Regions from separate parts of the Hordeum vulgare genome. Here region 1 is linked to region 2. Evidence: chromatin contacts called from public Hi-C data. All regions are on one chromosome and are shown on one strand. The core of a region is the stretch at or near the end of the contact, and the rest is flanking DNA. Distances in the headings are between cores, read along the strand shown.

Region 1 (6,549 bases), core at 948-3,447, 280 kb before region 2:
ACGATAAGGGCGCTGCCATCACCGGCTCGGGCCACTGGCCGAAGACAAGGTTTTCACCCGGATCCGTCCCAAAAAAATCCACCCGGCAACCTGTGCACCGTTCCGACCACCTTCAAAGCCCCAGATCTATCCGCCTAGATCCGACGACCATCCACGACAGCACTGCCATCATAGGAGCCCTGGCGCACCGGCCACTGCCTGAGTGTGCCACCACTGAAGCCTGAGAGAAGGGCTCCCACCCCACCTCGCCTGACCGCGAGAGCCGCTAAGATGGATCCCACGCGCTCGTCACCGTTTCTGATCCGAACGAATCCGTAGTAAGACCACAAGATCGCCGACGCAGATCCGCCTTGGACGGGGACTGCACCACGGCATGCCGTCGCGGACAGCCCGAGCTTAACATGCCGCCACCGTCCAGGGCCGCCGCCCCGGGATCCAGGCCGAACGTAGCCACCACCGAGCCGCCGGCCAGAGTCACCATGGCCTCCGTGACCACTCGGACGCGCCCAACAGCCTGCACCACCCGATCTTCCACGTCGCCTTGCAGCTTCGTCGCCTCCGCCCACCACGTCGTTGCCGCCTTGAGCCATTGTCGGAGGCGAGCCGCCGTGCTGCTGCGACACAGATCAAGGCGAGGCGCCCCAGCGCCGATGGGTGACCCGCCTCACCATATTCGGACACGGGAGGAAAGTGATCCTCCGCCGCCGCCATCGGCCGGCCAGGGCTTCGCACGACGGCTTCATCCAGCGGCGATGGAGGGGAGAACAGGGTGGAAGCGGCCCGGGAGCGGGGTGGATCTCCGCTTGAGTCGCCCTAGCAGGAGGCGACCCAGGCGTACGTCTAAAAGTGGGAAGAATTTCACTTTCCGGCCTCTGCACCAGGGATGCATACAACCATTTTAATATGAGTACCAAGATAAACATGATCCTCGGAATTTTTTAAATGGATATCAAGATTTTTTTGATGAGTGGTTTCACCACACGTCAAACTTGATCCTCAATAAATGGGAGAAAACTCCCTGTGCATTACCTGTCAATTCTAAAAATTGAACTCGGGTCGTTGGGCCGCACAACCGCATGCTTAACCACTGAGCCAAGGCTCTTTTTGCAAAAAAAAAAAAAAAAACCGGATCTTCTACTGGGATGGTTTTTTCCTTAAAAAATTAGAGTGTTTTCGGACCTCTTTAACGACGGATATCCATAATCAGAAGGTGTAGGTTTTGTATACCCTAACTATGTAAAGGCCGGATGCCTGTTCATTGTGTTTGTATCCACTCGATGCCTCATTTTAAGTTAATAAAATTCACTCTTTGTCGAAAAGAAAACTATATTTTTAGAAGTTTTCTTCTTTTTGCGGGGTAGAAGTGTTGTTAGCTGAACCTCCTAATATTCATGAGTTACTTTGCTTAGACTGTAATGCACTGTTGCATGCAGCATTTCGGAGCAAGCAATACGGATGGGCACTAATAGCTATAGCACAGATCAAACGCAGTGTGCCTTCACCTTGCCAAACCTTTATCAGATAACAATGAATCATACGCTAGAATCATACTCGTGCCTCTGCAGGTTACATAGCTGATGAATGTGACACTCGACAACTAAAGTATACACCTTCCAAGGAAAAACCAGAGTAACACACGGCACATCGGCTGCTCGTTTTCATCATATAATTCCCTTCCTTCGAATGATGCTCGCGCACTCGGGATTCGCCTCAGCGAGCGGTGGTCCAACAGTGATCGCCCATGGTGGCCCGTCCATGGATTCGCCGATCTGCTATGCTCGATTTCTAGGCCACAGTATCAGAGACTGGATTATAGCACTGCATCGATAATAATACAGTACTTGATAGTAGCTTCTTTTAGGCTTAGCTTCAGTTGGTATGGATATGATGGTATAGAACGTGATAACACTAACTAGTGGTACTAGGTCAGGTACTGATCCCCAACCCAAGCACGTACCGCCCGGCCGTTGCATGCCGTCTCTTGCATCGGAGGCAAACTTTGTGTGGCCCGTATAGCAGTGTCGGTCTCCGTTGGTGGTTCAAGTGCTAAGCGTTGTGCCAAGAAAGTAAGCAACAACCCCCACCTTACAGTTAAGTGGAAGCAAAGCCATTCCCTCCCCAAACCCTCCATTTCCTTTTCCTACTAAAGCTCGGTGGCGATGCGCGGACCAAAGCTTGGACGGGAAGTGATCGCTCCCCCAGAAACAATTGGGAAGTTTGTTGTTACGTCAGGAGGGAGCGATCGGTGGCTCCCCGTGATCATGCCGTCTATATCTTGCTTGACATCGAAAGCAGCTAGCGGCCTGATTTATGATGAAGCTTGAAAAATGCTCGACAGGAGGAAAAACAATGCGTCGTGTTGCTCACGCCTACCGCTTTGGCTGGACCGGATCGGTTGGATCACTTGCAGGTGTTTTACTGAAAGCGAGATCACTTGCAGCTCTCACGTCGAACTGAGAAAAGAAATGAAGAAAATAAGGACACAAGCTACAAGCCGACGAATAATCCTGACGAAACGCGACTTCAGAGCTATGGTTTCATGTTTCTTTTGCTAACAATGCTGCACCGGAGGCGTCCAAATCCCAGTCTCCTTTAGGCGGCTAGTCGTAACATAGTGTCGGGCAGAGGGGGAATCATGCAGCCGGAGAGATTGGCCTGCCTGCCTGTACTCAAGGAAAATGCAATCATAATCTCTGCTTTTAACTGAATGAATTGAATAATGGCCCATGCTTGCTTAGCAACAGTCCAGAACAGTGTTTTCCACTGTAGATGCACCTGCTAACCACTTTAGGAACTCTTCACCCCTTTCCCCTAGGGCAACTTGGGGAGCAAAATAGGATACTCTGATCTGTCTGGGTTAAAGGAAAGGCATGGTCCTGTCCATTAGTGGAATCTTGTAGCTGCAAATATCGGGGCACACATACACATATATCCCTAGTAAAACGAACAAACGAACACAACCGGTGTGTCCAAGCTTGTTGCTTATTCACCTAAAAAGCCCGCTGTTTATTGGTCATTGTTGGCAAATTGCGTGGAGACCGACACCTAAATTTGAATCTGCGAATCAATTATTTCCGTTTGCCAAAAGAGAGGAGAAAAATGGAAAAGGGGGAGAAGAGATGGTCCAAAGCTGGCTCTGGCTCCTTTTGCTGTGCGGTGGAGCTGGCTGCCTCTGATGAGAAGCACATGACGATGGGCTCAAGCAACACGCAAAAGAAACATATGCGCTCCTGACCCATGGGCCATGGAGTATATATTTCGATCTCTGCTGTAATCAAGGAGGCGGCCAGGTAGGCGGGCCTTGATCTTTGGGGGAATCATGTCTCGCACCGTAAAGGAGAAGGTGATGGTGGCAGCTAGCTTGGCATGTGATTATCCAAATGCAAAGCCGGACAAGTCGGTTGCACAGCAAAAGTGGCTCCGGCGGGAGACGCATGCAGCAGCGATGTGTTGTCAGTCTGCCACCGCCACCCACAAAGATGTTACTACGTACTGCTAATTCAGGGAAGTCGTATCAGTTAATCAGTACCCGAGTACGTGTCAGGCGCATAATTCCCCGAGGCAACGATCAAAAAGGAATACGTGAACATCAACAGCTACCAATGGTTTTTGCAGACATTAATTACTCCCTCCGTCTCAAAATAAGTGTCTTAACTTTGTACTAGCTCTAGTACAAAATTGTATTAAGCTTGAGACAGTTATTTTGGGAGGGAGGGAGTACGATCTTGCCTGTGCATGCAAAGCTTTGGCATACTTTAATTACCGGGACCCCAAAGCTTTACATGTGCGATCCCAGCCGTTCAGCATTTGAGCAAGAAAATACTATGGAGACTTTGGGATTGCATGCATGCCCTGTTTCATGAAGGAATGAGCGTCTGGGATTGCAGCTGCATGTGTTTTTGCCAATGGAAGCGACTAAAAATCTAGCTCAGTTCATCTACTCAGAAAGCGCAAATGATTGACTTCCAAAGCTTCTCCTTTCCTCTTTGTTTATTGAAAGCTTTTCTATTTCGTTCATGAAAAAAGAATCCGTTGATGATCACGCGCCAGTGCTGTAATATTGATACCAATAGCATCTTTCTATAGGTATTTATATAGTCTAACGGAATCATTGCGGGCGCTGCTCGCCACCTTTTTCTCGGTCTGCGGAATGCTGTTAGAGTATATGTATATCCCAAAAGGAGGGGAATTGAAATGAAAACGCAGTGGAAAGCGTTCTTGGATAGGTTACTCAAGGTCTGCTGATAGGCTCGACAGATCGAGCATTGCTAAGTTAACGACCTAGCTAACGCAAATCTAATCCAAATAAGACCAGCCCAGGCTACTTAATCAGAGGATATATAGCTCCATGTAAGAATCAATGGACGAGACGATCATTGCAAAGGGTGGCTAGGCCGGCCTACACAGAATGACTTCCAGCTCACTCTGAACTCCCAAGCTAGGCTTTACGATCACCATGCATTTTACATGGTATCACGATGCGATGTGTGGCCACCTTGAAAGATTTGCCTCCCTGGTATGGTAATGGAGCACTTCCATTTCAGAAGAATGGAGCAGCCACCAGACATTGGTTGTGGACCATACCTCAGATGTACATACCTACCTATGTTCCCACGGACTATATCTCGCATTTGGGATCTCATATTCGGCGCCTTCAGCACCGGTTAGGAAAACCGGCGCCTGTAGCGCTCCTCCTCATGGGCCAGCCCATGTAAAAAAGGCGTTGCTCATTAAATTTTTTAAAGAGCCCACAGAATTTCAAAAAGTTTAGATTTGCAAAAAAATGTTCAATTATTATGAAAAAAGTTCACCGATTTTTGAAAAATATGTTCATGGATTTTCAAAAAGTTCACAGAATTCAAAAAATAATCATTGATTTTGAAAAAACTTCATCAATTTTTAAAAATAGTTCACTGATTTTGAAGAAAGTTCATCATTTTTTAAAAACAGTTCACTGATTTTGAAAAATGTTCATGGATTTTAAATTATGTTCATTGATTTTCAGAAATGCTCACGAATTTCCAAAACAAATTCATCAATTTTCAAAAAAGTTCACAGATTTCAAAAAAAGTTCACGGTCTAAAAATAGTTAATGAAGGATCTCTACATGGGCTGGCCGATTGCGGAGCACTGCACGCGCCGGTTAGCAAATTTTGCCTTTAACCGGTGCCTGTGACGCTAAATAGGTTTTCCCCTTGCATTCAGCGAGAGAATAGATACTCTTGCTGAAGCATATACAGTATTTGGGCAGCCCATCCGCGCCTACATTAAAGGAAAAAGAAATTGAAAAGATGTAGCACACAGGATCGATCACTGGGACCCCTTATCCGCCGTGCGTTGCGGCTAGGAGTCGCGCGCCGCACAGGGGTGGCGCCTCCGACTAGGCCAGCCCATCTTCGGCTCAACCCAACTGGGCCGAACAAGCTTATTTTCTGTTTCAAAAAAATTAATAATTATTTTTCTATTTTTTCCAAATTCCGGAACATTTTTTCAAATTTTGAAACATTTTTTCAAACTCCAGAATATTCTTTTGAATTCCGGAACATTTTTCAAACTCCAAAATATTCTCTCGAATTCCGGAACATTTTTACAAATTTCGGAACATTTTTTTGAAAAATCCAAACCATTTTAAAATAAATTCCAGAACATTTTTTCAAATTCCAGAACGTTTGAGAACATTTTTACAAAATTCCGGAACATTTTTTCGAATTCTGGAACATTTTTTCGAATTCTGGAACATTTTGTCAAACTCTAGAATATTTTTTCAAATTCTGGAACATTTTTTCAAATTCCAGATCATTTTTGAAATTCCAGAACATTTTTTGAAAATCCAAAACATTTTTGCAACAGAAACAGAAAAAAAGAAACAAAAACTAATAAAGAAAAAAAACTAAAAAAAAGTAAAATCGGTTCAGGGAATCTTTTAAAAACTTCCCAAGACCGAAAAAAACCCGGCTAGAAAAGTCTAGAATATTCCTAAAACCGGCTGCCTGAATGAACTGGCCCAATCGCTCGCTTGAAGGGGGTGATATACTGATATGTGCGGAAGACCGGCATTTTGACGCAGTTAATGTCAAATACTAGGATTTTTTCGATCCCTTGTCTCCAGGATATAACTGACGCAGCTAACAACTCTGCCAAGTTCCTGTTTAGCAATTGGATTGCGACCTACAAAGGGCTATCGGAGCCTGTCTTATCCTTTTTTCTTCTATTTTGTTTCATTTCTTTTTCCTTCTTTGGTTTTTTTTATCCGATTTGTTTCACACTGTTTTTTGTTTCTTTAGTTTGATTTATTTTTTCTTCTCCTATATTTTCACTCTATTTCTTTTATTTCTTTGATTTATTTCATCCTTTTTGCATTTGTATCTTAGTTTTTTGTGTATTTTATTTGTTTCTTTCATTGTCATTCTACATTTTTTGTATATATCAACAACATTTTTCTAATAGATGTTTAAATTTTTTGTAATATAAAATTATCATTTTTATTATACACTCAACATTATTTCTATACATATTTTTAACATTTTTTAAATTTTTGATTAACATTTT
Region 2 (6,228 bases), core at 2,864-5,363:
TGAGTATATGAGTAGTTAGTAGTTAGTAGTAGTAGTAGTTAGTAGTAGTAGTAGGTATAGGAATTGCATTATGTTTTGGTTTTGGTTGAGTATATGAATAGTGAGTAGTAGTAGTAGTTAGTAGTAGTAGTAGTTAGTAGTAGTACTTAGTATTAGTAGTAGTTAGTAGTAGTAGGTATAGGAATTGTATTAGGTTTTGACTAGTTAGGATATGAGTTAGGATTTGACTAGTTAGTATATGAGTTAGGATTTGGTTGAGTATATGACTAGTTAGTAGTTAGTAGTAGTAGTAGTTAGTAGTTAGTAGTAGTATTAGGTATAGGAATTGCATTAGGTTTTGGTTTTGTTGAGTATATGAATAGTTAGTAGTAGTAGTTAGTAGTAGTAGTAGTAGTTCATATGAGTATATGAGTCTTATTTGAATATGAGTATATGAGTAATTTTTTGTGATTTGTAGGATGGTGTGGCTTTTGAATGATGTTTATGACGTTGAACACCGGGCCTATTTCATGTCGGAGAAGAAGATGGTAAGTAGAAAATGATTATTAGATTAGTATTTTTTTTAAAATGTAATAAGCACTTGATATCTTCTTCTCCTATATGTTTGCAGGAGCTTACGCCCTTAAAGATCCGGTCTCATGGGGCATCCTCTGTAATGCATTACGATGAGCGGTACACCCCGTACATCGAGATGACGGGACTCCTTCCATTCGTGCAGCTTGTGAGTCGGTCAACTCCCAATCTGAACGCTGCGGCAGTCACAACACTCATTGATCGTTGGAGGCCGGAGACACATAGTTTTCACCTCCGGACCGGAGAGATGACGGTTACTCTTCAAGATGTTTCCATGATCACCGCTCTTCCGATCGAGGGGAAGCCACTATGTATGAGCACTGATTCTGAGGGATGGCGGCAACAAATGGAGGCTCTTATTGGTATGTCGCCGCAGGAGCCGGAGGTAGAAGATGGAGGGAAGAAAGATAGAGTCCCTGCCGGCGCCACTTTCACTTGGATTGCCGCCAACTTTGCTCATTGTTCTGAGGACGCAGATGACGAGGTGATCCAGAGGTATGCTCGCGTCTACATGTGGTACGTCATCTCTAGGACTATCTTTGCGGACGGCACAGGCAAGAATGCTCCATGGATGTGGCTGAAGGCGTTGACTGTTTTCGACAACAAGTTCAGCTGGGGCTTGGCCGCACTGGCTTACTTGTATCGGCAGGTAATAAATTGTTAGTATTAGGTACTCTCTGTTATCTTTTTCTGCTAAACTGATGCATGTTTGTTGTTACTTGTAGTTGGACGATGCTTGTCGCAGGACGACAAAGGATGGTGGAGTTGGTGGTTGTATGCTCCTACTTTCAGTATGGAGCTGGGAACGCCTACTTGTTGGAAGCCCTAAAAGCTCACAGTGGAATACCTGGGATGACCACGGCAACCCTGTACGGCAACCTACATGGGCTTACAAGTGGGACTTGGTATCGGAGGTGGCAAGCAAAGTGAACCTATTGTAAAAGCAATACACCAACGAGATGGATTCGCTTACCCCCGAGCAGGTAAGATGGTTTCAGAGTTGACTTCCAGCTTCTATGTTGTGAGTGAAATGAATTGTGGTATTCATCTTGTGTTGTAGGTTGAATGGGTGCCATATGGTGTCAAGACAAACTTTGGTGATGCACACACGTTTCAGCTGAATCCACTATGCGTGCAGGAAAGACATCTTTGACTAATGCGTTGTCCCCTAATATGCAATTGGGCGGTTGAGTTTCATCTCCCGCATCGTGTGATGCGTCAATTTGGTTACTTTCAGCCACACCCGTCGGAGTGGGTGGACACGGACACACAGCTTCACAGGTAACAAAAAATAATTAGTGATTAGTTTTGTTCTTAGTGTTGAGCGAGCTACTGATGTGTTTTGTTCAAAGCAGGTTGGATAAGAGGAGGCAGCGAAAAATCAAGGATTGGCAGAAGCATCATAATAGCTATGTCGTTATGTTCGAGCAAAGTGTGCAGGCAACTTCGAGCATACAACGAACCCAGTACCGTCAGCATTGTGCTCTTACATTCAGCAACTACCTAAGATGGTTTCAGGAGAGTACTCGTGTCGAGATTTGTCCGTCGGCTTACGAGGAGGACATACTGGAAGAACCCACTGAGTACGATGCACTTGCCCAAGACGGTTACAACAAGTTGATTCGCGAAGGGTACCAAACTTCCTTCGCCCCTGTCCTGAACTTTGTGGTAAGTGTGCTCCCCTATGAAAATTATGAATTCTAGTGGACCTATTCACTTGCACTTATTTGTTGTCATTGTCTTGTGATCATAACGCAAAGAGGTCAAGAAACAAGCAGATGAGTCCGAAGATATTCTAGATAACACACCTGGAGGACAAAAGGGAGAATCTGCACTTCGTCTATTCATAAAGGTGTTGTGTCATTATTATTATTTTGCCCACGAATGCAACATTATAGGTTACCTAATATATGTCATTTATATTTGAATCTAACAGGAACAGGGCAAGAAGTTACAGCGCTTATCCAACATTTTAGGTTGCCGTGACCCTGAATATGTTTCACCTTCCAGATCCGGTTCATCCGAAAGAAATACTCTTGACGATTCAGCTTCTTCGGGCGCTCGTATGGTTGATGGTGACATTACCTCAGCGGCTAATACCCAAAGAAATACTCAGGAGGATGATGTTGACACTCCTCAGGTATGACATAGCCATATAATTTGCACTTTCAACCTTCAAATTTGAACTTTCAACCTTCATATGTATTAGGCTGCGGACGACATGACGTTGAAGGCTTTCCAACGCTCCGCTTACATGTTGAAGCACAGGAAGGAATTTAAGCGCTACTCACCGGATGATTATGCGAAAGGAAAGAATCAGGTGGCCGGGGGTTCTCGTTTGTCAAGGATGAGAAGCATGAACGATGAGGTTGAGGATGACGATGAGTCGGATGACCCGGAGCAATTTGTGGTTGCGAGAAGGAAGAAGCTAGCATCCAAGAGGGGACGAGGCCCCAAGTGATTTGAAGTTGGTGTTGCACTTGTCGAGCTGAACTATTTACTTTTGTTGTGAACTTATTCGAGTTGTGAACCATTTAGTTGTTGTTGCACTTGTTGTGAACCATTTAGTTGTTGGCTATGATGATGATGTCAATAATTGTTGTACTTGATGATTCCTTGGCTTTCAATATGATTGCTGTCAAAATGTCAATAATTTCAGCAGGTTTTCACATGTGTGGCGCATAAGGCATATGCGCCACACATGTGAGTTGTGGCGCCTTAGGCTTAGGCGTCACACATGTGAAATAGACTGGGGGAGGGGGTGGGGAGGGTGGCTGGGCTGTGGCTGTATAAGTCCATGTGTGGCGCCGAAGCGTTAGGCGCCACACATTACAATGTGTGACGTCTGAGGCTTATGCATCACACTGCCTGCGGGGTGACCCCCTCCCTGCCACGTGGTCGGGGGTGTGACGCCGAACACCTAGGCGTCACACAGTACAGTGTGCCGCCTAGGTGTCGGGCACCACACAAAAGGATCAGGCCGGTGAATTATTTTCCTCGCGGGGTCAATCCGTGAGTTCTTTCGTTCCGGGGGGTCATTTTTGTCAACTTTGCCGTGCAACACAGCCTACTGGGAAGGAATAGAACAGGGGAAAGCCGCCCGATCCCCAGGCCACCACGAGATGACGATGATGATGGTGGATGGGCAGGGCAGGTAGCACCGAACCGAATTTTGCTGCCGAGTCACGGACACGTCAGGCGCCCATGGCACGGCACCACTATGTGGCTAGGCCCAGTTGGGCCTGATACGAACGAAACCAAACGAGCAGTCCAGCCAGCTGGATTACCAGCGGCGCAAGCGAAAATAAGCATGTGAACGGCGGCGATGCCTCCGCGGCCGCGACGCGGGCGACTAGTCCAAGCAAGCAAGGCACTCCAACTCCAGCGCCAACGGTCCAACCACTAGCGAGTAGCGAAGTGCCGGTGGAGCTGGCCAAACCCAATCCACCACCCCGCCCCACTCCCACCTACGCGGCGATAAAAGCCAGCCAGCGCGTTCCTAACCCCACCCCACCTCCCCCTACCGTACGCGATGCTTCCTCCGCCCTCCCTCCTCCCCTCGTAACCTCCACCCTGTTCCCCCCTTCCATTCCCCGTTTCCGAGCTGCTCCCCTCCCCGCTCATCAGCCGAGACAGTTCCCGTCACCGCCGCCTTCTTTGACCCGGGCGTATTTATACGCACTCATTCAAAATCCACGGCGCAGAATATTATCCACAAATCCATCCGGGGTTAAGTTAGGGGGCTTCCCTTGCCAGCCGAGGCTGCTGCTCTGCTCTGCTTGCCCCGGTCTCGGCTCTCGACTGGTAACTGGGCGGCTGCTGGCTGGTTTCGGCTGTGTCTCGGGTTGGGATCCGGCGATCTGGTCCTGATTCTCGGTGATTTGGTGTGTGTGTGTGTAGGTATGGGGACGGGAGAGGGCGGGGGCCGCCGGCGGCGGAAGCTCGAGGGGGGCGACGGAGACGACAGCGACGAGGAGTATGTGTTGGAGGAGGAGGATGATGATGAGGAGGTCGACGAGCTGGAGTACGGCCGCGGAGGAAGAGACGCCGCCTCCTTTAGTGCCGGCGAGGAGGGAGGCGGCTCGGACGCGGAGTACGAGGTGGATGACGAGGACGAGGAGGAAGAGACGCCGCGTCCAAAGCGGCCGGTGAAGAGGAATGCGAATCCGGCTGCTGCGCGATCTCGCCGGCGCAGGTATGAGGACGACGACGATTACTCCGAGGAGCAGGAGCTCGAGGAGGATGAGGAAGATCTCGACGGGGAAGAGGAGCCACGGCGGCCGAACTTTGCGACGAAATGTGGTGCCGGCGGCCAGAAAGCGGAAATGCCTCATGTGGCTCAGCGATCTAATCGGCCGAGGCATGCGGAGGAGGAGGACATGGACTTTGATCCTGACTTGGACGAGGGGGAAGGGGACGAGGACACGGATTTCGACCCTGATTTGGAGGGTGACGATGATGAGTTTGAGGACGAGGAAGAGGAGGAACTGGGTGTCAGCCACACCAGAACGATACCGAGGCTTAAGAATACGGTCCGCCGAAACCCCGCTTCGAAGCAGCGACGAGGGAAGAAGAAGAATAGTAATACTAGTAAGGTTTCAAAGCAGAAGGTTCGGAAGCCTGCGCCTGCAAGGCGACGGAGAAAGCGTCCTGTCATCGAGCACTACGAGGATGATGACGACTTCATCGTGGAGGATGATCAGGTCAAGGTAAACCGTAATTCAAGGAAGAAGGCCAGGTTTGGGAGGCAGGTGGAGGTAGACTGGCCAGTGCCAGTTGCCGAGGCAGATATATGGCCGGCTATTGATTCAGACTCATCAGAGTTTGAGTTTGGAACATCCGAAGATGAACCTGAGGGTGAGCCAGTGAGAGCTGCAGTTAGAAAGGGGAGGAAAAAGAGGGGGTTATCGGGGTCATCCTCAGATTCTGAATTCCATGTCTTGGATAAAGAATTGAGTGATGTCAGAGAAGAAGAGGTTAAGACGAAGAAAAGGGTACGCGTCTTGCAGTCATCCTCAGATTCTGAATTTCATTTATCAGATAAGGAAATGAGCGATGTCAGAGAAGAGGTTAAGAGGAAGAAAAGGACATGCGTCTTGCAGTCATCCTCAGAGTCTGAATTCCATGCCTCAGACAAGGAATCGGGTGATATCAGGATAGAAGAGACCAGGAGGAAGAAGAGGTTACTCGTCTCACAATCATCCTCAGATTCTGAATTCCATGTCTCAGATAAGGATGCCAGGGACTCTGGAGAAGCTAAATCTCTGGTGGCTCAGCCCATGCTGTCTGTGTCACCGAAGAGGCTTTGTTTTACAAGGAATGGAGGGGACAAAGGAAAGGAGAAAAAAGAACTAGTAGATTCTGGGAAGCCCTGGTGTGGGATATGCCTCTCTGAGGATCAGAGGATGACTCTGCAGGGAGTGCTGAATTGTTGCTCGCACTACTTTTGCTTCGCGTGCATCATGGAGTGGTCTAAGGTCGAGTCAAGGTGTCCATTGTGTAAGAGGCGGTTCAACACGATTACCAAGTCATCAAAAGTGGGTCTTGGTTTGGAGCTGAAAAAATCTGTAATTAAGGTCGAAGAGCGTGATCAGGTAAAGTCTCCTTGCTGTAGTTGTTATATAATTTTAGATCTGGTAACAATTAAGTTGCTAT

Evidence for each region. Hi-C and Micro-C count contacts between places; a contact is called where the count stands out from the background.
Region 1: a Hi-C map of leaf shows a contact between it and region 2, with 6 times the contacts expected there. The contact joins the enhancer-like site here to the promoter of LOC123448849 in region 2. A contact is called at or near these places in 4 of 6 Hi-C or Micro-C datasets (leaf and seedling) and 1 of 1 datasets of contacts at active chromatin or transcription factors (embryo).

The regions. Positions count from the first base shown.
Region 1 is chr4H:437,135,114-437,141,662 of MorexV3_pseudomolecules_assembly, reverse strand. No RefSeq gene overlaps it. Among protein-coding and RNA genes, the nearest start is that of LOC123448851, 47 kb to the left of the region's middle. Within about 2 kb of position 2,197, at least 2 of the 3 cell types and tissues checked have open chromatin away from gene starts, as enhancers often do. A contact at or near this core is called in leaf, where this site is marked.
Region 2 is chr4H:436,855,310-436,861,537 of MorexV3_pseudomolecules_assembly, reverse strand. It overlaps LOC123448849 (ABC transporter F family member 4-like), which reads left to right and starts at 4,113. Exons shown (of 4, transcript XM_045125873.1): 1 at 4,113-4,377; 2 at 4,474-6,167. The coding sequence starts at 4,476.